Regions from separate parts of the Mus musculus genome. Here regions 1, 2, 3, 4, 6 and 7 are each linked to region 5. A link is a contact called in public HiChIP or PLAC-seq, Micro-C and promoter capture Hi-C data. All regions are on one chromosome and are shown on one strand. Each heading gives the region's core, a stretch centred on a gene start, on an enhancer-like site or on the middle of the called end of the contact. The rest is flanking DNA. Distances are from core to core; before and after follow the strand shown. Region 1 has its middle 11 kb from the start of Gm35111. Region 2 overlaps Gm35111 (a long non-coding RNA gene). Region 3 overlaps Gm35111 (a long non-coding RNA gene). Region 4 has its middle 160 kb from the start of Gm35111. Region 5 holds the start of Vcan (versican). Region 6 has its middle 95 kb from the start of Gm35111. Region 7 has its middle 130 kb from the start of Gm35111.

Evidence for each region. Promoter capture Hi-C pulls out the DNA fragments that hold promoters and counts their contacts. A called contact is a pair of places that touch in the nucleus more often than the background predicts. HiChIP or PLAC-seq counts read pairs in DNA pulled down with a chosen protein or histone mark.
Region 1: a contact with region 5 is called in a promoter capture Hi-C map of cancer-associated fibroblasts, with 10 times the contacts expected there. The contact joins the enhancer-like site here to the promoter of Vcan in region 5. A contact is called at or near these places in 8 of 39 promoter capture datasets (the C10 cell line, cancer-associated fibroblasts, embryonic stem cells and 4 more), 4 of 484 Hi-C or Micro-C datasets (bone marrow-derived macrophages, cortical neurons and uterus) and 10 of 115 datasets of contacts at active chromatin or transcription factors (astrocytes, embryonic basal ganglia, embryonic fibroblasts and 6 more).
Region 2: an H3K4me3 HiChIP or PLAC-seq map of embryonic limb bud shows a contact between it and region 5, with 7 times the contacts expected there. The contact joins the enhancer-like site here to the promoter of Vcan in region 5. A contact is called at or near these places in 6 of 39 promoter capture datasets (the 3T3-L1 cell line, cranial neural crest, embryonic stem cells and 3 more), 7 of 484 Hi-C or Micro-C datasets (the BV-2 cell line, the C2C12 cell line, bone marrow-derived macrophages and 4 more), 14 of 115 datasets of contacts at active chromatin or transcription factors (bone marrow-derived macrophages, craniofacial prominence, embryonic basal ganglia and 11 more) and 3 of 9 other capture datasets (adipose tissue, embryonic stem cells and macrophages).
Region 3: a promoter capture Hi-C map of second pharyngeal arch cranial neural crest shows a contact between it and region 5, with 10 times the contacts expected there. The contact joins the enhancer-like site here to the promoter of Vcan in region 5. A contact is called at or near these places in 12 of 39 promoter capture datasets (the 3T3-L1 cell line, the C10 cell line, cancer-associated fibroblasts and 7 more), 1 of 15 datasets of contacts at CTCF or cohesin (the NIH/3T3 cell line), 4 of 484 Hi-C or Micro-C datasets (3T3-L1-derived adipocytes, Sertoli cells, cranial neural crest and 1 more), 10 of 115 datasets of contacts at active chromatin or transcription factors (cardiomyocytes, craniofacial prominence, embryonic basal ganglia and 7 more) and 3 of 9 other capture datasets (adipose tissue, embryonic stem cells and macrophages).
Region 4: a contact with region 5 is called in an H3K4me3 HiChIP or PLAC-seq map of forebrain, with 9 times the contacts expected there. The contact joins the enhancer-like site here to the promoter of Vcan in region 5. A contact is called at or near these places in 2 of 39 promoter capture datasets (the 3T3-L1 cell line and hippocampal neurons), 6 of 115 datasets of contacts at active chromatin or transcription factors (craniofacial prominence, embryonic basal ganglia, embryonic forebrain and 3 more) and 1 of 9 other capture datasets (liver).
Region 6: a contact with region 5 is called in a Micro-C map of palatal mesenchyme, with 2.1 times the contacts expected there. The contact joins the enhancer-like site here to the promoter of Vcan in region 5. A contact is called at or near these places in 9 of 39 promoter capture datasets (the 3T3-L1 cell line, the C10 cell line, cranial neural crest and 5 more), 5 of 484 Hi-C or Micro-C datasets (nephron progenitors, neural progenitor cells, palatal mesenchyme and 2 more), 14 of 115 datasets of contacts at active chromatin or transcription factors (astrocytes, cardiomyocytes, craniofacial prominence and 11 more) and 2 of 9 other capture datasets (adipose tissue and embryonic stem cells).
Region 7: a contact with region 5 is called in an H3K4me3 HiChIP or PLAC-seq map of embryonic limb bud, with 8 times the contacts expected there. The contact joins the enhancer-like site here to the promoter of Vcan in region 5. A contact is called at or near these places in 6 of 39 promoter capture datasets (the C10 cell line, cranial neural crest, hippocampal neurons and 2 more), 4 of 484 Hi-C or Micro-C datasets (bone marrow-derived macrophages, nephron progenitors and uterus), 8 of 115 datasets of contacts at active chromatin or transcription factors (astrocytes, craniofacial prominence, embryonic forebrain and 5 more) and 3 of 9 other capture datasets (embryonic stem cells, liver and pancreatic islet).

What each region holds. Positions count from the first base shown.
Region 1 is chr13:90,558,398-90,561,513 of GRCm38.p6, reverse strand. No RefSeq gene overlaps it. Among named protein-coding and RNA genes, the nearest start is that of Gm35111, 11 kb to the right of the region's middle. Within about 2 kb of position 1,308, at least 13 of the 459 cell types and tissues checked have an H3K27ac peak or open chromatin away from gene starts, as enhancers often do. A contact at or near this core is called in cancer-associated fibroblasts, where this site is marked.
Region 2 is chr13:90,489,398-90,492,749 of GRCm38.p6, reverse strand. All of the region lies in intron 2 of Gm35111 (a long non-coding RNA gene), which reads left to right. Among named protein-coding and RNA genes, the nearest start is that of Gm35111, 58 kb to the left of the region's middle. Within about 2 kb of position 1,614, at least 10 of the 459 cell types and tissues checked have an H3K27ac peak or open chromatin away from gene starts, as enhancers often do. A contact at or near this core is called in craniofacial prominence, embryonic limb bud and neural tube, where this site is marked.
Region 3 is chr13:90,465,028-90,467,948 of GRCm38.p6, reverse strand. It overlaps Gm35111 (a long non-coding RNA gene), which reads left to right. Exons shown (of 4, transcript XR_382721.2): 4 at 626-1,199. Among named protein-coding and RNA genes, the nearest start is that of Gm35111, 83 kb to the left of the region's middle. Within about 2 kb of position 1,593, at least 4 of the 459 cell types and tissues checked have an H3K27ac peak or open chromatin away from gene starts, as enhancers often do. A contact at or near this core is called in craniofacial prominence and second pharyngeal arch cranial neural crest, where this site is marked.
Region 4 is chr13:90,702,940-90,706,015 of GRCm38.p6, reverse strand. No RefSeq gene overlaps it. Among named protein-coding and RNA genes, the nearest start is that of Gm35111, 160 kb to the right of the region's middle. Within about 2 kb of position 1,780, at least 2 of the 459 cell types and tissues checked have an H3K27ac peak or open chromatin away from gene starts, as enhancers often do.
Region 5 is chr13:89,741,228-89,744,284 of GRCm38.p6, reverse strand. It overlaps Vcan (versican), which reads left to right and starts at 1,773. Exons shown (of 15, transcript NM_001081249.1): 1 at 1,773-2,212. The region is part of intron 1 of Gm4117 (a long non-coding RNA gene); the gene reads right to left.
Region 6 is chr13:90,642,498-90,645,631 of GRCm38.p6, reverse strand. No RefSeq gene overlaps it. Among named protein-coding and RNA genes, the nearest start is that of Gm35111, 95 kb to the right of the region's middle. Within about 2 kb of position 1,576, at least 46 of the 459 cell types and tissues checked have an H3K27ac peak or open chromatin away from gene starts, as enhancers often do. A contact at or near this core is called in embryonic basal ganglia, neural progenitor cells, palatal mesenchyme and 2 more, where this site is marked.
Region 7 is chr13:90,678,221-90,681,259 of GRCm38.p6, reverse strand. No RefSeq gene overlaps it. Among named protein-coding and RNA genes, the nearest start is that of Gm35111, 130 kb to the right of the region's middle. Within about 2 kb of position 1,584, at least 5 of the 459 cell types and tissues checked have an H3K27ac peak or open chromatin away from gene starts, as enhancers often do. A contact at or near this core is called in embryonic limb bud, where this site is marked.

The DNA of each region.
Region 1 (3,116 bases), core at 59-2,558, 820 kb before region 5:
TCAATGGTATTTTTTTTTTGTAGACTTTTGTCTAATATTTCTTTGTTTGAGCATTTTTTTTTGTTTTCTTTCTGGCTATTTGCTTGTATCTTATGGTTACTGATTTTATATTTTTATGTGTGTGTGTTTATTCACAAGAAATTTCCATCATTGAAGTGCAGTTAAAAAATGAAAAAAATGACCTTTTTTTTTTTTTTAAGGAGTTGAAAGAAAATGCAATAGTGGATGCAAAGAGATGAAGTAATGGTGACATTCAGAAATTCTATGTAGGGGCTATTTTTCACTTTTTAAAAATGTTTTTTCACCATTCCATGTGTAACATGGAAGCTGAATGGAAATGATGGTTTAATGATCACTTATTTATATTTGTCCCTTCTTCTTTTGTAATGATGTGGCTGTTCGTGTTTAATCCTCATAGAATGTTCCTAAAAGCCCTAAGTAGTGAAATGTACTCTTGTGAGGAAAATTTGTATAACACTTCCAGTTATGACCTTGCAAATCCTCTACACAAGGCACAGTGGGAAAGATTGTTGAACACTATCTTAGCCTGTTTATGTCAGGTCTGATGTATAGGGCAGTGTTACGCCTTATGAATATATGACAGAAAGCTGAGTAAGAATCAGACATATCTATTTTGCTTAAAAATATATGTAGTTCAGAAATAAAATGGCTACTCATTTTCTCCATGAGACAACAATCCATGTGGCATTTTTGTTTATGTCTGAGTTTGCAATAGCTTTCTATTATACAGGAAATTTCTAAAACTTCTAAAATATAGGAGACACATTGTTTGGCAGAACCTGAATGAGATACCACTAAAGACAGAACCTTATTATTTTCCATTGTTTTATGTCTCAGAAGTTTTTCTCAGCTCTTTTTATTTCCACATATGGCACAAAGATATCTCCAATAGTTGTAGAGATTTTAGTATGCCAAAGGGAGGTAATGAAGCCATTGGATGGAAAAAGATGTCAAGAAGCACAGATATGTTATCCCAATGTGCAGCTCACTATGTTTCCTGTTCTAGATGAGAAGAGGACTATCCTTTTCACAAATAAAGTTTTCTTGGAACACAGCCGATACACATTTACTTTTGTATTGTCTGTGACTATTTTTGCTCCTTAAGGATAAAGTTCAGCTATTATAAAAGGGAGTGTATGGCTCACAGCCATGTTCAGTATCTTTTCCTTTAAGAGTTGGCTTCTTTTAGACAAAAGACAAAGAAAGATAAGGACAAATTTATACATAGCCACAGGCTATTTTGTGACTCATTATGTTTCCACAGCAAAATTGTTGCTATGTGAAAATGGTTTATTTGTACTTAAATTCTTCAGAAGGCCCCTAGTGGCTGTGAAAGGCTTAGAGAGAATTTGAACACCCTCTTCAGATTGGTTTGGAAAACCTCAATTTTCTTTTCTCTTTCCATCCCTCATTAGTTTTGGGACAAAAACAGGAGGAATAGAGAGAAAGAGAGAATTAAGAGCTTTCCCTTAGCCTCAAATTAAGAAGGAAATGAGGGAGCAGTATGTAGTTCAACCACAATTACATTTATTTGGGGGCCTCCTTTATCATGGTCAGAAATGCTGCCACTGATTTTATGTAAGAATCAATTTTATTTCTAAATTAGAAAATGCTAAAAGAACATTATGCTTCTCTTTTTAAAAATATACTTAATAGAATTTCTGTAAGGTTAGTTATGAAACGATTTCTCTCTTTTTCAGAGAGCGAGGGGGGATTATTAATTGAATTTGAGACAAAGCCCAGGTAGGCATTGTCTGGGTTTTTCTGGAAGAAGCTGTCAATGTACAAGTTCTGTAGGAATGAGTCATGTTTTGGAAACTGGCTCAACTTTCTGAATCACTTGGAGTTTAGATATAGCCATCCAGATTTCTGATTCAGCAGAAAAAGCAGATGTTCCTTTATTCATAGTTTAAAGATATGTAACAAAAGGATTAATGAAGACTCAAACTCATAGCATGAAATTAAATAAAAACATTTGGTTGGTGTTTTGCATTGGTTTATCTGAGGAAGATGCCTTGCAAACATTTTATGTTGCTTACTATGTTTTGATCCAAGTGTGCAGCACATCATATAAATAGGAGAACATAGGAACACTTCTCCATTGCTGGTGGGATTGCAAACTCATACAACCACTCTGCAGTTCTACCTGAAGACCCAGCTACATCACTTCTGAGAAAATATCCAAAAGATGTTCCACCATACCACAAGGGCATGTGCTTCCACTATGTTCATAGCAGTCTTACTTGTAATAGCCAGAAGCTGGAAACAACCCAGATGTCCCTCAAATGAAGAATAGATACAGAAAATATAGTTCATGTACACAATGAAACACTATTCAGTTATTAAAATAAGGATATTAGGAATTTTGCAGACAAACAGATGGAACTAGAAAATATCATTCTGAGTGTGTCAACCCGGACCCAAAATGTCATGCCTGGTATGTACTCACTGATAAGTAGATACTAACCAAAATGATCAGAATACCCAGGAAACAACTCATAGACCGTAGGAAGCTTAACAAGAAGGAAGGCCCAAGTGTGGCTATCTCAGACTCACTTAGAAGGGAGAACAAGATGATCATGGGAGGCAGAGGGAGAGAGAAATCTGGGTGGGAGTCAGAAGAGTACAGAGGAGAGGGGAAAGAAATGGGGCTGGATCCGGTGTTGAGGGAGACAGAAGAGAAGTTCAGAGGGTCAGGAGAATGAATCCAAATATGCAACAGTGGGAGTTGTGGGTTGGGAGTTGGGGGGAAACCTCTGGAAAGTCCTGGAGACCTGGGATGTGAGAGGCTACAGGACTCAATGGGGTGGCATTAGGAGAAGTGCCCAACAGTGGGGAGATGGAGTCTGAAGAGACACCTTCAGTAGATAGACATGGCATATAGTTCAGACAGGGGGCCACCCACCTATCTTCAAAAATTTTAATGGAGAATTGTTTCTGTCTAAAGGAAGAAGATATTGAGTTAAAAGAAAATTGATTTTATCAGTGTTAATTTTTAGTTTTTATAAAATTTAGTTCTCATAAAATTGCTGTTTGCTTGTTCCTCCTTTAATAATTTTATATAATGAAGGAAGACTTTAGAAGATGTATTTTGA
Region 2 (3,352 bases), core at 365-2,864, 750 kb before region 5:
TCCCAGCTCAACATGCTGCTGAAGTCAAGAACAATTTTTTACCAAAAGTCATGGTGCATTGTTTCATGGGCAGTAATGTACATGTATTTGATATGGTATAGTGATCTCAGTGAGAGTGCCAACTTGGTCTTTCCAGGGCCATCTCTTCCAGATTTTTATTAATATGTTTCTGGAACATATTATGGAACATATCTGGGGTAGGAAAGCTAGAGGATGACATACAACCTTCTTTACCCATGAAAACCTCTACTCACATTACTACCATGTAAAATATGTGTGCACGTGTGTGTGTGTGCGCGCACGCGCACGCACATGCACGTGGCTACATGGTGCATAGAGCACAAGAGATCAAATCCCAAAGTTTAATATATTTATTTCTATAATAATGAAGGAATGAATTTAACTTAAAGGTATTTCTAGTCTCTACCATGCTTCAAAACATGAAGTTTTAGTAATGCAATTACTTTCTCTGTATTTGCAGTTATTACTAAAACTTGTGGTCAATATATTAATATGTATACTGTGATGTCTAGTAAAATGTAGCTACTGTGTCCTTTATATTTATAAATAAATGTTATAAATAAATAACATTTATTTCCATCATATTGTAAATATGGAAATGAATGCTAACATTGAGTCACGAAGTAACAGCAATCAAGGTGGAATGGGGAGGAGTTGACCAATACAATACAATTATGGAGGATTTCTACCGAAGAGGTAGAATTGTTGTACATAGCTTCGAGGGTATAAGTAATAAGAGACTACAGTAAAATGTCAGAAAGGGATAAAATTGCAGTATTTGTTAGATGTCTTTTATGTATAGATTACTTAACTGTAAATTTCCATTATTTAAATTTTAATAAAAGGTTAAATAAGTACTCAAAAAATTTTGAAAATTTAACAATCAACTCTTGTAGGCCAGCATACTGTCCTTCCTAGTTCTAGCAACCCTCTGGGTGTATTCTAATGAGGCAGGGCTGGTCCTTGTTCTCTGAACAATCCGTGCTGTCATTACATGTTGTCATGAAGGCATATGTGAAATAGTAATGTTTAGTATAACGCCTAGTACCATGGTGCTATATGTGGAGTAAATGCAAGAGACAGATGCACTTGGTAAAATGTTTACACATTTGGTATTCTAAGCAACCAATTTTTCACTCTAATAATTCTGAGATTGTGTGCACAGATTTTATACTGTTCAGGGTAGACCTGATCCTACCCTTAGAAAGGGAAAGGGGGAGAGGGCACAAATGACATCATTTCTCTTATGCCCCTCACGTGGTCCTCATTAAGTTGACTGCACAGACTATAAAGAGGGATTTTTAAAAGCCTGGAAAAGTTGAAGGCAGACAATCTCTTGTTCAGAGGATGAAATGGGGGTAAACCATAACATATGTGCCAAATAATATAGTCTTTGTTTATGTAATAATTTATTCTCCTCCATGATTTTCCTTTCCTCAGAACAGACATAACTTAAGGTCACCACTCAGTATCACTGGAAGCTGGAGAGTAAACAGGACCGATGTGATGATTTATTTGGCAGGGGAATGGCTGAGCCCGCTGCACAGTGGCAGCCTCCTCAGTTAGATTACGGTGACGGCTTTGGTCAGACAGGTCTCATGCTTTATGAGGCTGATAGTGTTCTGAATTTAAACCATCCGGCTTGCATCTGGGAAAGCCTGGGTCAGGAAAGGTAAAAAGGTCACTTTTTGTCATAGTGGTTCTCAGAGCCAAAAATGGTATCTTTCCTGAGGGGCTGGCTGGAAAACATTCAGCTTTTTGTTGTAACAGAGGTCTTGCCTAATTGAAAATCTTGGAGATAAAAAGATCTTTCAACAAGATACTTAAACTCATTGACAGATATTTTCCTACTAATTATCAGGACTAGTGGCTAAATATAATGTGCTGCTGTGAATAGAATGAATCTTTACTTTAAAACTCATGGGATCTTTCTCCCTAAAGTCTCCGTGATATTTTCAAACTAAGTAAGGAATTGCCGACCTCCAGTGAACTTCGTGAAATATAGAAGTGGAGAAGTCAATTTTCAAACTTATTTTTACGGAACTCCAGAATTAACTGAACATTTAAAAATTTAATGATAACTAACTTAAAGGTAATGAGTTTATTGCCATATTAGTAATGTTTCTATAACTGTGATAAAATGCCATGTAGAAGGCATAGAAGGAAGGAATTTATTTTGGGGGGAGTGGCGCTGGGCTGGTGGTTCCATAGAAGGGTGTATAATCATCCCTACAGGAAGATATGGCAGCAAGCAGGTATAGTTGCAGGAGCAACAAGCTCGAATCTCACATTTTTAAAAATTTACTTATTTGTTCCCTTTACAACCCAATATCAGCCCTTCCTCTCCCCCTTGTAGCCCCTCATGGAAGCCCTCTCCCCATTCCCCTTCCCATTCTCTTTTCAGAAGGGGAAGCCCCACCTCTGAGTGTCAACACCCCTTCCAAACACACACACACACACAGATACACACACACACAGATACACACACACACACACACACACACACACACACATATAGATCAAGTCTCTGCAGGATAAGCACATCCTTCCCCACTGAGGCCAGATAAGGCTGTCCATTTAAAGACACAGGATCCATAGGCAGGCTGGCAAGCAGGCAGGCAGGAAGGCAGGAAGGCAGGCTGGCAGGCTGGCAGGCAGGCAGACAGGTAACAAGCTCACAGACAGCCCTTGCTTCAGTTATTTGGGGGAACTGCATGAAGACCAAGTTGCTCATCTGCTCTGCAGGGGGTCTATGTCCAGTCTGTGCTAGTTCTTTGGTTGGTAATTCAGTCTCTGGGAACCCCAAAGGTCCGGGTTAGTCTGTTGGCCTTCTGGTGGAGTCCCTGTCCTTTTTGGGCCCCTCAATCTTTCTCCCAACTCTTCTGTAAGAGTTGGGAGAAACTCTTCCCAAGCTCCAACTCATGTTTGGGTGTGAGTCTCTGCATCTCTTTTGATTGGCTCCTGAGTGGAGTCTCTCAGAGGACAATTGTGCAAAGTTCTGACCCGCAACACAAGGGAGGGTATTTGAATCTTTCTCAGAAGGGGAAACAAACTAGATATCAGAGACTGGATGGAAGGAGGGAAGTGGTGGAAAAGTAGATGGAGAGGGGAGATCAAATAGGGAGAACAGGGGAAAGAAAAGGGAGACCTGCTGGGGGTAGGCAATGTCTAGGACACATCAGAGACCTGGGATGAGGAGAGGCCAATGTTCATTGCAGCACTATTCACAATGGTGAGTTATGGAACCCATCTGAGCATCCAACAATACAGAAATAAATAAAGAAATGTGACTTTTATATACAACAGAGTTTGTTTCAAACATAAAGAATGA
Region 3 (2,921 bases), core at 344-2,843, 720 kb before region 5:
AACCTCAACTTCAAGAGGCTAATGAATCTAGAATGCTCTGAGAGTTCTTATGTGAGAGAACTTTCAATTACACCATTTAGCAATCAAGTTAAAAAGATTATTTATATAAATGTTAGTTATATGTAAATGTTATATGGATGAAAGTATAATAAAATATATGATGCTGGAAATTATTTTTTGTAATTGTGATATTATGCATTATCTGTAATTTCCTATGGATGCTAAGCTCACATATACTAACATTTTTGCATATGTTCACGACTGAGGTAAGGCTTCCTTTGAAAGTATAAAAATAAAATTATTTAACAATTTTTCATGGATCACCTAAGTTAGAATCATAACTCTGCTCATAAATAAGGCTTTACCCTAATTATGGTCTAATGTTGTCATTTAAATTTTCTAAATAAACTTAAAATTTTTTATTTTGTAAAACAATAAAGCAGGAATATTCATTTTATGATTTTGATGTCATCAAATAAGGATATTATGCAAGGCTTTAGGGGGTTTAAATGTTGACTAATTTTATTCTTTCATTTGTTAAAGAAATAAAAGCATATTGGAATTAACACTCATTCACTGACAAATTCATCTGATTTTTCATTTTTCTTGATTTGTTTTCTTTGAGACATGAAGAGAAGATAGTGGAAGACAGACAATGAAGAAATGGGGACATGCCAAAGATCACAAGAGAAGATCTAAAGAAGAGCAACCAATGAAAGCTAACTCCTTTGTTTTATTTTTCATTGTCTAATTGAGATAAAATATTAATATGAAATGCACATGTTCAGTTTCGTTACCATTGTGTGGACTGATGGTTTTCTTGTGTTTGTATAGAGCTGGGTACATACTACCCTGACCAACCCGTAGTTTCTATGATGTTCTAGTCCACCATGTGACTCTTACTACCTCCATCAGCAACTACTATTCTGACCTCAATATCATGGACTGTATTTGTGCATTGTTGACATTTATGCAATAAGTAGTGGTGTGTATTTGTTGGCTTTTAGGGCTGGCTTTTGTTAACTGGAGAATGCCTATGCTACTTTTCCATATTCCTGACTGGTCTCAGTGGTCCACTGCTTCTGGTTGTGTATAGAAAGCCTCATTTACTTCTCTCTTTGATTCCATGTTGTTCAGAATCCTATTAATCCAACTAATCATTTGTACTGTGAAAGATGCTACAAATGTTATGACAGTTGCCCTCTTAAATAAAGTTCATAGTTTTCAAAATGCTAAATACTCTGTATTTCCAAATGCAAGAATAGTATGCTTTCATTTCTGTGTGCATCCTTTCTTTTTCCAGATCTGAGATACAGGAAAATGTAAATAATGCATTATGTGAAATGATATAATATGAAAGTGGGCTTGGCTTAAATTTTTTTCATTTCTGCCATCACCACTGAGCAATTGCCCAAAAGGCCAAATAAGTAATGATCATTCTTAGTTAAAGAAAAATCAATCCAGGTCTTACCTTTGCAGTCAAACAGCAGAAAGTCATTTGAGAATATCACGTGCCCCTCTCTGGGAACTCATGAGTGGAACCCTGGTTCCACTGTGTTATAGATTGTTCTGCTTGTAGAAGCGCCGAGAGGCTGGGATCTGTTTGCAATTACCAAATCAAAATGCAATTAACTAGTCACTGGGAACAAACAATGATGTCTTTAAATGCCCTTTGGAAATGTTAAGCTGGCACTAGGGATCCGGTTCCCATGGTTCGGATGTTTTCACTTATGAGCCTCCCTGAGAAATATTATTCTGAGGACCATGAGCTGGTTTGTCTGGGGAGGGAAGAGGAAGAGAGGGAGATATGTGTCATGGATCTAGGTACTGAGGCTTTTTTTTTTAATCTTTCTTAGAACACTTCAAAGGAAACTTTCCCTGTTTTCTTCATTCTTTTGTTCTGATATCACCTATAACATATTAAATGCATTTCAAACTAGGTATTGAATTTTGCTTCCACGTGATCATTTTTCCTTACAGCATTCTTAAAAGAAGTGTTTCTGATATGGCTGAGATGTGCAATTCTGGATTTTGTTAAGAAAGAAAGAAAGAAAGAAAGAAAGAGAGAGAGAGAGAGAGAGAGAGAGAGAGAGAGAGAGAGAGAGAGAGAGAGAGAGAGAGAGAAAGAAAGAAACATACGTCTTTATGCCGTCTTTCCTTTCACTTTGCCAAAAGATTTCTCTAGCATATGATTTTCTAAATATTAATCTAACTTTGATTAGATACTTGCTATATCTCCCAAATTAATCTTTAATCAAGTTTTGTTAAAAGCTTTTAGAAGAAAATAAAAAGTAATGAGTACTTCTGTAACAGAAATATATTCCATTTTATTGTCTTCATACTTGCCCGTTATAAAAGGGTATCATACGTTGGGATTCTCTTTGTATGCTTTTATATTTTTACGAACTTTGTACTTCTTTACCTACTGCTGTGCTGGGTGTCAAAGTAGCAATGGAATTACCAAAACTAGGGCAGAAACAAAATGCAATTGAATTTAGGATAATCCATGTGCTTTCTCAGGCTAATATTCAACTTACTAACAGGAGTCTATGCTGGAGATCAGAGACGTGTCTATAAACTAAAGAATCCCTCTTCATTTGGTCAACATCTCAGGCCTGTGCTCACTTCGGAGCATTAAATACTTTATGGAAACTGAAGTTAGAAATAACAATTCCCCAAAGAATGCTTTCTCCAGCAGCATAAGCTTACTACAGGCTCTCTCTTCATGATTGTAGACAAGGATCCAAGTGAAAACGGTCAACATGTTATAAATGAAGACAAAATGCCATTAGATAAAATGCAGAGCCTCCTACCTTCATAAATACTCCTAGATAATAAGCTGGAAGGAGAGGCTTGATAGAGAACTCAGTGACCTCAGTGTTCCCTGCTACAGTGTAACTGCACTGGGGGAGATGGTCCAG
Region 4 (3,076 bases), core at 531-3,030, 960 kb before region 5:
GAACTTGGCTTTGCCTTTTTGTGTGTAATGTCAACAGTCCTGTATCTTATCGTTATAGTCACAGTTGGAGTACACCAGACATGGCATTACCATTCCTCCTAAAAGTTGTTCAGTTTAGCTCAACAAGAATTTGTTGCTGTACATTTAGTTAGGTTTCATGTGTTTCCATTCACATTAGACTGTGGACATGTGGAGGGTAATCAAATGATGATCACATTTCTCATATCTTTCTCCATCAGTCCAGGAGGCTGAGATAAATATCTCAATAAAATGCTCTGGTCCTAGGCACATTGCTTGAAGATCAATATGAGTTTCTTCCAAAGTTGTTCAGCAAGCACTGACCAAGGGTCATATGAGCTTCTTATAGACCCATAGACATCCAAGTGGATGAACTGAGTTTTGTAAGAATAAAGCAAAACAGAAAGAATGACAGAGCAGAAGTGAGAGCGAGTAAGAGAGAGCAAGAAGGAAGTTGAAGAGAAAATCAAGTGAATAAAAATGGACCATTTTAAGCATAGCTTCTGAATTCAGAATTCAAAGACCACCCTGTAGAAACAGACTTCAGACACCATAACTGACCAGTTTTATCACTGTAAGCACACTCTGCCTCTGACACTATACACTAATTTTCTGACAAGAAGCACAGTGGTGAAAAACTCAAAGGCCACATTACAGCTTTGGAGAGAAAGAAAGTCCAGTTCTAGAAGCTGATATTCTTGGGTGAATTTGAGGTCATCTGGTCCAGCTCCTTCATTGGATTGTTGAACAGTCTGAAATGAAGGAAAGAAAAACAAGTGGACATAGAGCAGACACAAGTGGCAAGAAAGGGCAGATTATACACGCTATGGGTATTCAGACCTCCATGCATATTTCTAAGAACTCCATTATACTGTTTCCCATTTCTTACGCTATTTACTACTCAGAAAAATGTAGAGTGAATAAAACACATTTAAAATCTATTAATATGGCATTGTTTAAAAGGTTTCAGCTATAAATATAGGAAGACCTCAAAGCCATTTATCAGACTTGATTATGATTGTACTTTGAAGATCTCCAGGGTCAGTTGACTTTGATGCTCACGAGGCAGGTAAAACTGCTACTAATGGCCTATAAAGCACAAGCAGCCACACACTATGGCTTATAATTTGTAACCTTAATTGGAAAGTTGGTATTTAATAAAGTTTAATTGTGAATAATAATTTGCTAGACTTTTACAAGTGGGAGACCATCCAAATACAACTGATTAGAATCTAATTATGTATTTCATAGGTTTAGATAAGATTGCAACAGTGACTGGCACTAAGAGACCTGAGTGGCTGGGTTTTACTTCTTGAAATTAAATGAATAGGTTCTTCATCTTTCCATGGTAATTAGCTTTGCCCAAGCTTTCAAATCATGTGTGTGTGTGTGTGTGTGTGTGTGTGTGTGTGTGTGTGTGTGTGTGTTGTCCGGAACAAGTAGGCTTCATGTATATCACTTTACTATTTGGTTTCTAGTATTAATGCTGGACATTTTCCTTTATAAAATAAAACCAGAGTTCACAAAGAAGAAAAGAGCTACTATTTTTTTTTTTATTTAATAGACTGGTGGCTGTCTTTTAGCTTCTCTTTCTGGACATCAGTCAGTGTTTGAGATGGTCCGGGGCACTTGGAACAGAATGTGGTGGCCTGGCACATCATGTCTCATTTTGTTCTTGGCATTAAATTGACTGACTAGCCTTGTGCAACCATGTCCTTATCCCTCTGGGCTCAATTTTCTCATTAATTGAGTAGGGTATAAGTGTTGACATTTCAAGGTTCTCTAATTTATTGAAGAATCTAGCTCATCTTAGGCAGGCAGGAGCCCAGAGGCTGGATCCCAAGCATCCAGATGCCTCTGATGCTGATTCCTATGCCATTGTGGCCCATGGTGAATTGGCTCCTCCTCCTCCTCCTCCTCTTCTTCTTTTTGTTTTTTTTTTGAGACAAGGTTTCTCTGTGTAGCCCTGACTGTCCTGGAACTCACTTTGTGGACCAGGCTGACCTCAAACTCAGAAATCTGCCTGCCTCTGCCTCCCAAGTGCTGGGATTAATGGCATGCACCACCACTGCCTAGTGTAAATTGACTCTTCAACTCCTGACTCTCACAGAGAAGGAGGGTACAATGGTGTGTCAAACAATGATGTTTTTTAAGTCAATAGGTCATTGTTCTTACAATATATAACAGATTTGAAACTTGCTATTATCTCATGTTTTTTTTGTTATTAAAAGTATATTTATTTCATTTTATTTTTTTAAATTTAATTTTATTTGTAATTCATGTTTTACACTCCATATTTCATTCCCTACCCCTCCACATCCACCTTCCGATTGCTCCACATCCCACACCTCATCCCCACCCCATCCCATCTCCATGTGGATGCCCCTACCCACTACTCCATCTGACCTCTAAACTCCCTGGGGCCTCCAGTCTCTTGAGGGTTAGATGCTTCATCTCTGAATGAACACAGACCTGGAATTCCTCTACTGTATGGGTGTTAGGGGCCTCATACCAGCTGATGTATGCTGTCTGTTTGGTGGTCCAGGGTTTGAAAGATCTTGGGGGTTCCGATTGACCAAGACTGCTGGTCTTCCTACAGAATTGTCCTTCCCCTCAGCTTCTTTCAGCCTTCCCCAACTCAACAACAGGGGTCAGATGTTTCTGTCCATTAGTTGAAATGTAAGTAGGCAACCTCAGGAAATAAGAGGTTGGCAGGACCCCCAGAATGCACCAGAGATGTGGGAGGGGAGAGACTCCCAGGACTCATAGGGAGGGACCTTTGATGAGGTGCGTGACAGTGGGGAGAGGGAACTTGTGGAGCCCACCTCTAGGGGGAAGACAGGACATTTGTGGGTTGCCATCCCACAGTCACATGTCTGATCCATAATTGTTTCTGTCTGAAAGAATTACAGGGATGGAAATGGAGAGGAGCCTGGGGAGAAGAAGGTTCAGAGACAGGCCCAAAGTGGGATTCAGCTCAAGGGGAGGTCCCAGGGCCTGACACTATTACAGAGGCTATGGAGTGCTCACAAAAAGGGATCTATTATGACTGCCCTCC
Region 5 (3,057 bases), core at 524-3,023:
TTCACTTGAATTTAAGAAATAAATTAATGATAATAACTTGAAGCGTTTCAGAGAAAAAATCTATCTACCCCAATGCCTGGAATATAAATAATAATGGAAATTCATTATATTTTATTTTTCTTCTTTCTGAATGAATTCCTATTGATTCAAGAGCTGTGTTCTGATAAGCATCTCTGGTCTGTGCAAGCTTGGGGTGAGTCTCTTTCCATACCTGGTTGTGTTGGCATGTTAAATGCAGTGACTGAAGTCTGATGTCAAGATGTGGCTCTCATTCTGCACAATATATGGGATGAAATTTCAGTTTTAGTAATGGCAGTACAATCGTCGCATAAAGGTTAAATAAGTCACTGTAAGCCAAACTGATTTCGAAATGGCCCGTAGTACAGTTAAGTCACTCACTACAGTGAGTGTAAGTAAAAGGACACATGAAATACACACCGGGGGATGAAATTGTACTGATAATCCTACCACATGTTTATCACTTAAGATCTATGATCATATTGAATCTACAAACCTTAGAAAAGGAGCCCACATGCAGAAGGGTCTAGGTTACAACTTTAGAACTGTGGTTGGCAGCCAATCTAATTAAAGAAATCCAGGGTAAAGACAAACTCTCTGCGTTAATCACTACCGTTTCTGAAGCCCTGTGTTTGATGTCATTCTCTAAGCAAAACATTCAGAGTCAATAATTACAAGGATATTTCCATATTGGTGTAGGAGGAAAAGTTTGTAATTGTTTCAGTACCCTGAGAGTTACTTCGACATGTCTTGCGAACTTATTTTGTCCTCTCTCTAGAAACTCATACTAGACTTCAACGTAACGGAAAATTCAAAGTCGCCCTTTTGTGAGGGTCAGAAATCCTTTGTATTAACTGTTTGACCCTTTGCTCTTTAAGGTCCTAATGGAGTCTTTTGTGATTCAGTGAAGGGTGTGCTTCTCTATATTGATGTTGTTTACATCGATGGATAAGCCTGAGTAGGGGAAAAAAAAAATTGCGAACGTGAAAGATTCCATTTCCAGACAACATGGAAAGACTGGTAAGTCAAAGAAATCTGAGTTAGGCAGAAAATTCTGCAAGATATCCTGTGAAAGACAGAGGTATGGAAGAAGGAAGGAAGCGAAATACATTTAAGGAAAGACGCGGATTTGTGTCAGAGAAAGGATTCTCTTTGAATGGGACAAGGGATTGCTTGGGGGGATTTCCTGTCCAACCCTTTATTGCCAGGGTCTTTGTGTAGGGCCTGATGCCGCGGGCTCCCCATTGGGCAGTTCCCTAGGGAGAGCAGTCACGAAAAGCTTTTGCGTCTCCCTGGGGCTTGGGATCTCACTTTCTCAGTATCTCTTTCAGGTTGGCAGGAGCATTGAGCCTGACACCTCTTCTGATGGGACGAGCAAGCTCCGTGGTCGCATTAAACACATTATACGCAAGTTCTTGGCTGATGTTATAGAGTCCCGTCCGCTCCTAAGGACTGACCATACTTAATTGCTCTGTGCTTGCTGGCCGCAGCAGAGCCTGGGGACTCCTTTCCCCTAATTCAGAAGTAGCAGCCCAGGGCGGGGAAGAGGGGGTGGGGTGGGGATGGGTGGGAAGGCAGTTGTTTGAGACTGCACAGCGAGGTGGTACCGAGTCGTTGAATGAGGAGCACGGATTCCCCCCACCCCCAGCCGATTGGTACTTCTCATCAGGAAGAAACGCTGAGAGGTGGGAGTGCCTGGCCAGGGAGGCAGGCGGTCCCTACCGCAGGCTGAGGGAGCTCCTTTCCGCCCCTCCGCCTGTTTCCAAGCTTGGGCTCTTTGGAGTGACTGAGCTACGGAGCTCTTCAGGAGCCTGTGAATGAACCCTCCTCCTCCTCTCCCTCCTCCTTCTCGCTGAGTCTCCTCCTCGGCTCTGACGGTACAGTGATATAATGACGGTGGGTGTCACAACCCGCATTTGAACTTGCAGGCGAGCTGCCCCGAGCCTTTCTGGGCGAAGAACTCAAGGAGCGCGGGCGCAGCAGCTGTGAGCATTAGGTGCTGTGGCCAAGCGCTGGGACAAGGATCTGCCGCTACCAGCGCATCCTCTCTCCTCTCCAGCTCTGTCCCGCACTCGCTGCACCCTTCCCCAGGCCACCGCGCTTCCTATGTGATCTTCCGGGGCAACGCGGAGCCCTTTCTCACAGCTCAGCAGTGAATTTCCACCCCGAAAACTGCAGTAAGCCGCCTTTCAAGGTAATCACTTTTCTTTTGTTCCCCCATTTAAAAGAAAGAGGGAAAACTTGTTGGGAAAAGAAAACCGTCCAGCTTAGTAGGGGGAAAGACTCACATTGTAATTGGAAGAGGGCTTTAATTAAAGCCAAGAGGACTAGCTGTAAGGCGAAGTTAGAAAAATGTGCGCACTTTCAAACATGAAGGTAACTTGTTAAAGAGATGAATTCAGATAGACCTTGGTGCTGAAAAAGAGCTAGACAAAAGAAGTCCGGGGTGGGGTAGAGGAAAAGGACAAACCGAATAGGGGGAAGGGATTTTGTAGCGAAATCCTAGAAAAGTCCTGCTATCTTGAGTTGGAGGAATGGAATGGACTCCTCACACCTTGATTTTGTTCTCTTTAAAGTGGTCGAGGCAAAAGTTTGAATGGAGAGTCCCCAAACTTGCCCAAATGCAAGCCCCTGAAACCACCTTAGGGCAGACCACCTGGTTTCCTGGCTCCGTGTGTGTGGTCAGTATCTTTGGTTCCTGGAAAGTCACCTCTGGGCAGCTCCTGACAAGGCAGCAGGATACTTTAGCGGCCCAGGACCTGCACGGACATGACCCTTTCCCCCAACCCCTCAGGCAATGTGGGAGGCTATCTGGCAGGGGTTGGGTAGGGTCCTGGGGCTGCTTTTCTTTGATGACTTGAGGGCTGTCAAAGCTCTCTCACGTTGCCCCTGTGTTCTTTTGTCCTGCGCGTGGTGCTCCCGAGCCAGCCGGGAAGGCGCATTGGATGGGGGTGGGGTTGTTGGAACACCGTAGAGGTCTGGGAGGCTCCTGGGCGGGAAAGCTTTCCCTGAACTGGAGGGGTGTGCAGTATCTCCCCC
Region 6 (3,134 bases), core at 327-2,826, 900 kb before region 5:
TCTTGTGACTTTCAAGCAGATGAGCAGCAGATGAAGATATTGGCATGTATTTAGAAGCCGCGTTAGTTCCAAAATATGTATTTTTAAGTACTTTAATCGCACTTAAGGGAAAATCATATCTGCCTATTATAACTCTGGGGAAATTTCTCATGGGGTGGAAGGCAAGAAAGATTGTTCTTAGTTAAAGTCTCATCTGCAAACTCAATTCCTGAACTTTATGTCTAACTTTGTATAATTTAGATGCATAAAGAGTATATCTCCAAGGTTCTCGCTGGAAGAAATGTCAGTTTCTATCATTAAGAAGGAGCATGGAATTCTGCAATATATTCTATTGGATGACAGTTGCAGGACTCCTAGAAGATTTGTACAGAAGGGATGGGAGAACATGTTCTCTATCAGGAGACAGAGTTATTCTTGCGGAGGGAACTGAGGAAGGCAGGGAATACGGCACCTTAGGATAAAATCTCGAATCAACCATATTGAAGCTGAAGGTCTAAGTGAATCAACTTGTATTTGCCAATTCAGAAGGCAAAGTTAAGGTAAAGTCTTAAAATATAGAGAGCTCAAATGCACTATGGCTGTCCCCAAAGGGTTAGAAGACCTATCATAGTTGATTGCTCTGTAAATAGCAACCACAGCAAGAGAAGATCTGTGCCTGGGGAAATTCTCTTTGTTGAAATTTTAGTGTTACATGGCAAAGTCCATTGGCTGTGGGTTGTTGTATTAAGTCAGGGTGGCCATGATGCTTTCCATTGTCTTCAGCAGTATATCTTTTAATTCTTTGTTCTCTGGTCAGTAAGTTGAAGTCTAACCTGCCAAGAAAATAAACTTCTACTAGTTTCTGGGTAGAATGTGAAAAAAGTTGTTTATTTCATTTATTCAAAGGAATCTTTGCTCTAAGGTGGCCAGAGGAAATAAGAATTCCAGTGAATTTTGTCCTTTAGACACTGTTACCTAAAGGGCATACTTATCAAGGTGCCTTGCCCACCATACTGGGATCCAAGCTCTGCTTTAGGGCATTTATTTCTTTGATTAAGAAGATGTGACATCATGATAATCAAGAGTGCAGATGCTTTGACAAGTCAATGGTAGGGTTTTCATGTTGCCTCTGGCTTATACCTAGAAGAGTCAGTGAAGAAATCTGCATGGGAGAATCTTCTGTTAGAAAAACCACTCAGCAGGACTTCCCAGATTTAGGCCTACATTTTCCCCCATTTGGGTGAATGCCAAGAAAATCATTAACAACTCACTGTGTGTGTGAGTGTGAGTGTGTGTGTGTGTGTGTGTGTGTGTGTGTGTGTATGTGTGTGTGTTTTGATGAAGATTTATTTTAATTTTTAAATAAAGTAATAGCAAATGGGTAGTTTTCAGGGCTAAGTGTTAGGCTTTGACTAGTCTAAGATTTATTGTTGGGCTAGTATTCTATGAGTCAATCATGAGCCCTCCCTTTACATAAAATTAGAATTAACAGTGTTCTGAAATGCATTCATTAAAGTCCCTGGCTGGAGCTCTTCTGTGTTGACAACTTTGATTCTGTACTTTGGACTTTGATCAACAAAAAGAGCCATGTGCCCTTTAACAATCTCTATGACAACTAGTTTCTGATGGGCAGTCTGGCTCCAGAGCTGGGTTTTGTGAGCTCTTTATGGAAAGTGCAGATTAGCTAGCTGATGCCAAGTTGCAGAAGAAAGAGGAAACAATGACTGAGAACAGCCTATGGACCAAGTATTCTGTTAACTGTGAGGCTTTTTCTGTTTTTATTAATGCTCACAACAACCCGAAGAGCTCAGATAATTCAATTTTATTCAATAGATGGTTTCACCGAGGCTTAGCAAATCGTTTACCTAAGCTCACAGATCTAGAAGGTGAGAGACAATGCTTCATCACAGGTTGCTTATTGCTGGAAAGGCTCTTTCAAAAACAATGTGATGGTCTATTGACTTTCCGTGTTTATTGCATTTAAAGTCTTTTCTGCTGTGCTTTGTAAAAATGGAAAATAACTTCATAATATACATGTGATAAAAGTTTTTGAATTGCCATCTTAAAAAAAGCATGTAATGAAACCAACCATTAAAATTTATATAAACTTACTGTATAATAAAATAAAATATTGTTCCAATTTTAAATTAAATAGATCAAAATAAATACCTAGTGTAATTCCCGGAACTGTCAGCTATTCACTATCTGTTCAGTCAATTAGACATTATCAGCTGTTTGTGTGTTCAAGAGATTTATTGAATTAACTGACAGCCTTTCCGTGTTTTGCTTGTTGCTATGGTTACTGGTACTCTGCTTTGCTTTGAAAGCTGCTGTCAGAAAGAAAGGAGCATACACATCCAAACTGGTGACTTTTCCAGTGAAAAGGCTTACAGAAAGACTGGCTCATCGCTAATTACTTGTAATAAAGACTGGGGAGACAACTGGCCCATAACCAGCTCACAAGAACTCTCCCAGCATGGACGTTTAAGATTTCAAATACAGCCAATGCCAATAACAATCTTTCTGTACAACCTATTGTTTCCAAAATGTGAAGAGTGTCATATAGCTCAATTTCAAGAATGGAGTCTCTACCTTTTCTAAGAATGAGTGGGAATCATGCAGGGGAGGATCCAGAAGGGGCTTAAGTAACTCTGAGAGAATCACTACTTCTTGTGTTTTTATTTGTCCCTTAACAGTTTTTGGGTGGCTGTGGTTTTTCCTGATTTTTTGTGGTACAGTAAGATTTTTCTTGCTGCTGAGGTAGAAGAGTTATTACACTCCAGGAGGGGTCATTTTGGTTTAAAGCTGTGTGTGTTTCATGCTTTCTGACCACACAGGCTAGCCGTCACCCTCAATGTGGAAATCAAGTCTTCATTTGTGTAGTTTATGAACAGGGAGCATGAGAGAGAGGGAGGGAGGAAGGAAGAGAGAGAGAGAGAGAGAGAGAGAGAGAGAGAGAGAGAGAGTCCTCAACATGGACTGAAGTCCCAGCTTAAGCCACAATAGACTAGGCTTTCAGTAAGAACAGTTCCCGGTGTTCCCTGTCTAATACTACCCATCCTTCTCTGTCTGCCCCATTGTTTCTGGCCCATGGCCTTTCTTCCCTGTTTCTGGCTGCTTCTCCTGCATTGGTTTTCTCACTGCACTGGCTGGTT
Region 7 (3,039 bases), core at 335-2,834, 940 kb before region 5:
ATTTTGGAGTTGTGTTGCTCACTTTCAGCAGATACTAGAAACTCCTAAATGAGAATCCATGGATCAAAGCTAACAATGACAAAATTGCAATTGTTGGTCCTTTCCTTAAGGATGACTTGGAATGGAAGAAATACATTAGCTCATTTTATGTCCCAGAATTTAAAATAATAAGAACATAGTAACTACATGGATAAAGGGATTGGATGAACCTTTCTCGTTGTTTTCCACATTCTTATTGGTATATTGTTTCATTGTTATATTTTATTGCTAGTTCTTGCCCATATCTTACTGTACTGATTTATAAATTAAAATTTATAGAAATACAGACCAAGGGAAAACATGTATGTTTTGTTATTTATTGGGATCTCTAAGCCCAAACGATCGTTTGAAAAAAGATTTATTTTAAAGGCTGGGAACATGGACGATGTCTGAGCTATTAAGAGTGTGTACTGCTCTTGCAGAAGACTTGAGTTTGATTCCAGCACCATGCTGAGTAGCTAAAAACCATCATTAACTCTAGTTACTTCTGGCCTCTGTGGGCACCAACACTCGCATTGCCCATACTCGTACAAGACACATAATGCACATAATTAAAAACAAAAATAAACCTTTAAAAAAAAAGCCAGAGACTGTAGAATCACTAATTAAAAGTGTGGAAGCCAGGACATCTCTTTGGAAACATGTCTGACTCAGACAGTGGACAGTGGAAGAGCACTGAAAGCACAGTGCTTAGGCATACAGGCTGTAGCATTCTAATGTGGATTGAATACAGCCAAAGTGGATTTTGGTACACTAGGAAAACAACGCAACAAAATGTAGTGGTGACCCATATTTTTCTTCTTTATTTTGTAATTACTCGCAAGGCTGGAAGACCAAGTACAGGAGCCTTATTCCAGGCTCACTGAGTTTTTGCAGATACAATATTTGAACCCATTGACTGCCTAGTCAGGAGGGCCACGACTGAGTCCGAATCATCAAAAGAAATACAGAAAATCAAGACGTACAAAGCAAAGGGAAGATACACAGTCCTGCACCAAATCATATCCCTTCAAGCTGCGTCTGGACATAAGCCATTTCTTCTTTTGCATTTAAAATGCATTGTAAATCAATTTTAAAGAAGTCAAGCAAAGGTTTATTCATGTTCTGTAATTAGACTGTAAAACCACGAGCTGAGAAATATGGCTTTCACTGGAACCAGAGTGGAAAAGCATATTCTTTATTTTCTTCAAAAGAGCACCCTGCACATTCGGAATCAGTTTCTTTCTTCTTCTTTTTTCAAAAAGCTCTTTGGGCGCCCTAACAGAACATTCTTTTAGAAAATGCGTTCTGAGGTTCAGTCTGGAGGTTTATTTTAGATGTGACCACCTGTGTGAAATGCAGGGGTTATTTTCAAAGGAGTTCTTTCATTTGTCTTTGTGGGAGAGAGGGTGCCTCAATCAAAATGACATCACGTTTGTGGGGCACCTGTGAAACAGGGCAGAAGTTGGCTCCCGTACAAAATACTTTGTTTTCCTTTGCTTTGCTGTGGTTGTTAACTTGATTTCTTCTTTCCATAAATTCTTTAATTGGTTTAATAAAATATACAACAAGCTGTGAATGCCCCCTTTCTCTCGGTTCCACTGTGCACGTTTACATAGTGAAAGAGAGCTAACCCCAAATCACAGTTTGTTACAAAAAGAAACTTTAAAGGTTCAGAGCAGCTAGGAAATATTTGAAAAAAGAGAAAATTAGAGACAGGAAGGGATTCTTTGATAATAATTTTCAAGTCTACATTAGTTGATCTTGCATAAAACCTCCTCAGGCACTCTGTAGGCAATGAAGAAGCTATAACCCTCTTTATTATCTCTGAAGCATGTGAACTTTTATTGCCGGAGGTGTTAAGCTATTTTTTTTTTTTAAAGGGCAGAACAGGAGACAGGGTTTTATAATAACTATTGCTGTGCCCGAGGGTAATCAAATAGGTGGGGATTGCTCCAGGTTGATGCAAGATTATAGTCCTGTCCAAGAAAGCCTTTCCTATTCTTTGGATAGGCTCTCTCATGGAATGATTAGAAATAGGGTACAGGATTTTAAAGTTTCAGATCACTTATATGACTGAGAGTATCAGTGATCCCTCAAATGATTTCAGATTGTTATTAAAAGGTCAAAACTCCAGTTTTGAAGCACAATTGTACTTCTTATCCACCCCCCTCTCTCATCCCTTCTATCTACATCCTTATCTCCATCTTTCCTCAGCATCTTTTCACCTAGTATTTTATGTATTTCATGGAAGTCCAAGGCATTTCTACCCCAAAAGGTTATTTCTTAATACACTTTGTCTTTTGGTTTCTAAATGAGACTTCACAGTTTCCTAGGTCAGTGTAGAGTGGAAGTAGAGGTAAAGGTGTTAAGAAAGGGATGTATCAGTGAAAACAAAAGAGAACAAATGGTTAAAGCCAAGGAAATGACCACAAATGTGAGAAGAGAGCATGGCAGAAAAGGAAAGTACAATGGTTGAAGGCCAGGAAGGAGGGACAGTATAATGTGTTTGATGGAGAACTCATGAGAAACAAAAACTTACCTGGTTGTGTGTGTGTGTGTGTGTGTGTGTGTGTGTGTGTGTGTGTGTGTCTTGATCTTCTGCTGTTGACTGGTACTTCATGTCCCTTATAAGGTAGTTCTATTTATGAAAACCAGTCCCTGGTCAATTTTATGATTGATGCTGGGGTGATATAGAGGGGAATGTAAATGATATAGAAATGGGCATGAATTCTGATTTTATTAATCTACAGCTTATACAATTTGAGGGTTTTGTTTTAAGAAAAATGACTCCTGTTGTGAAGGTTAGGGAAACACAAAACACAACACAAGCATTTTTTAATTATTTTACAACAATCAACCTACCATCCTGATGCATATAACATAGGAGATGGCATATATATATATATATATATATATATATATATATATATACACACACACACATACACACACATACATGTACACATATGGACAAGGCTAAATTGTTTCAAAAGGTTATATTTATATATTTTCTCATGA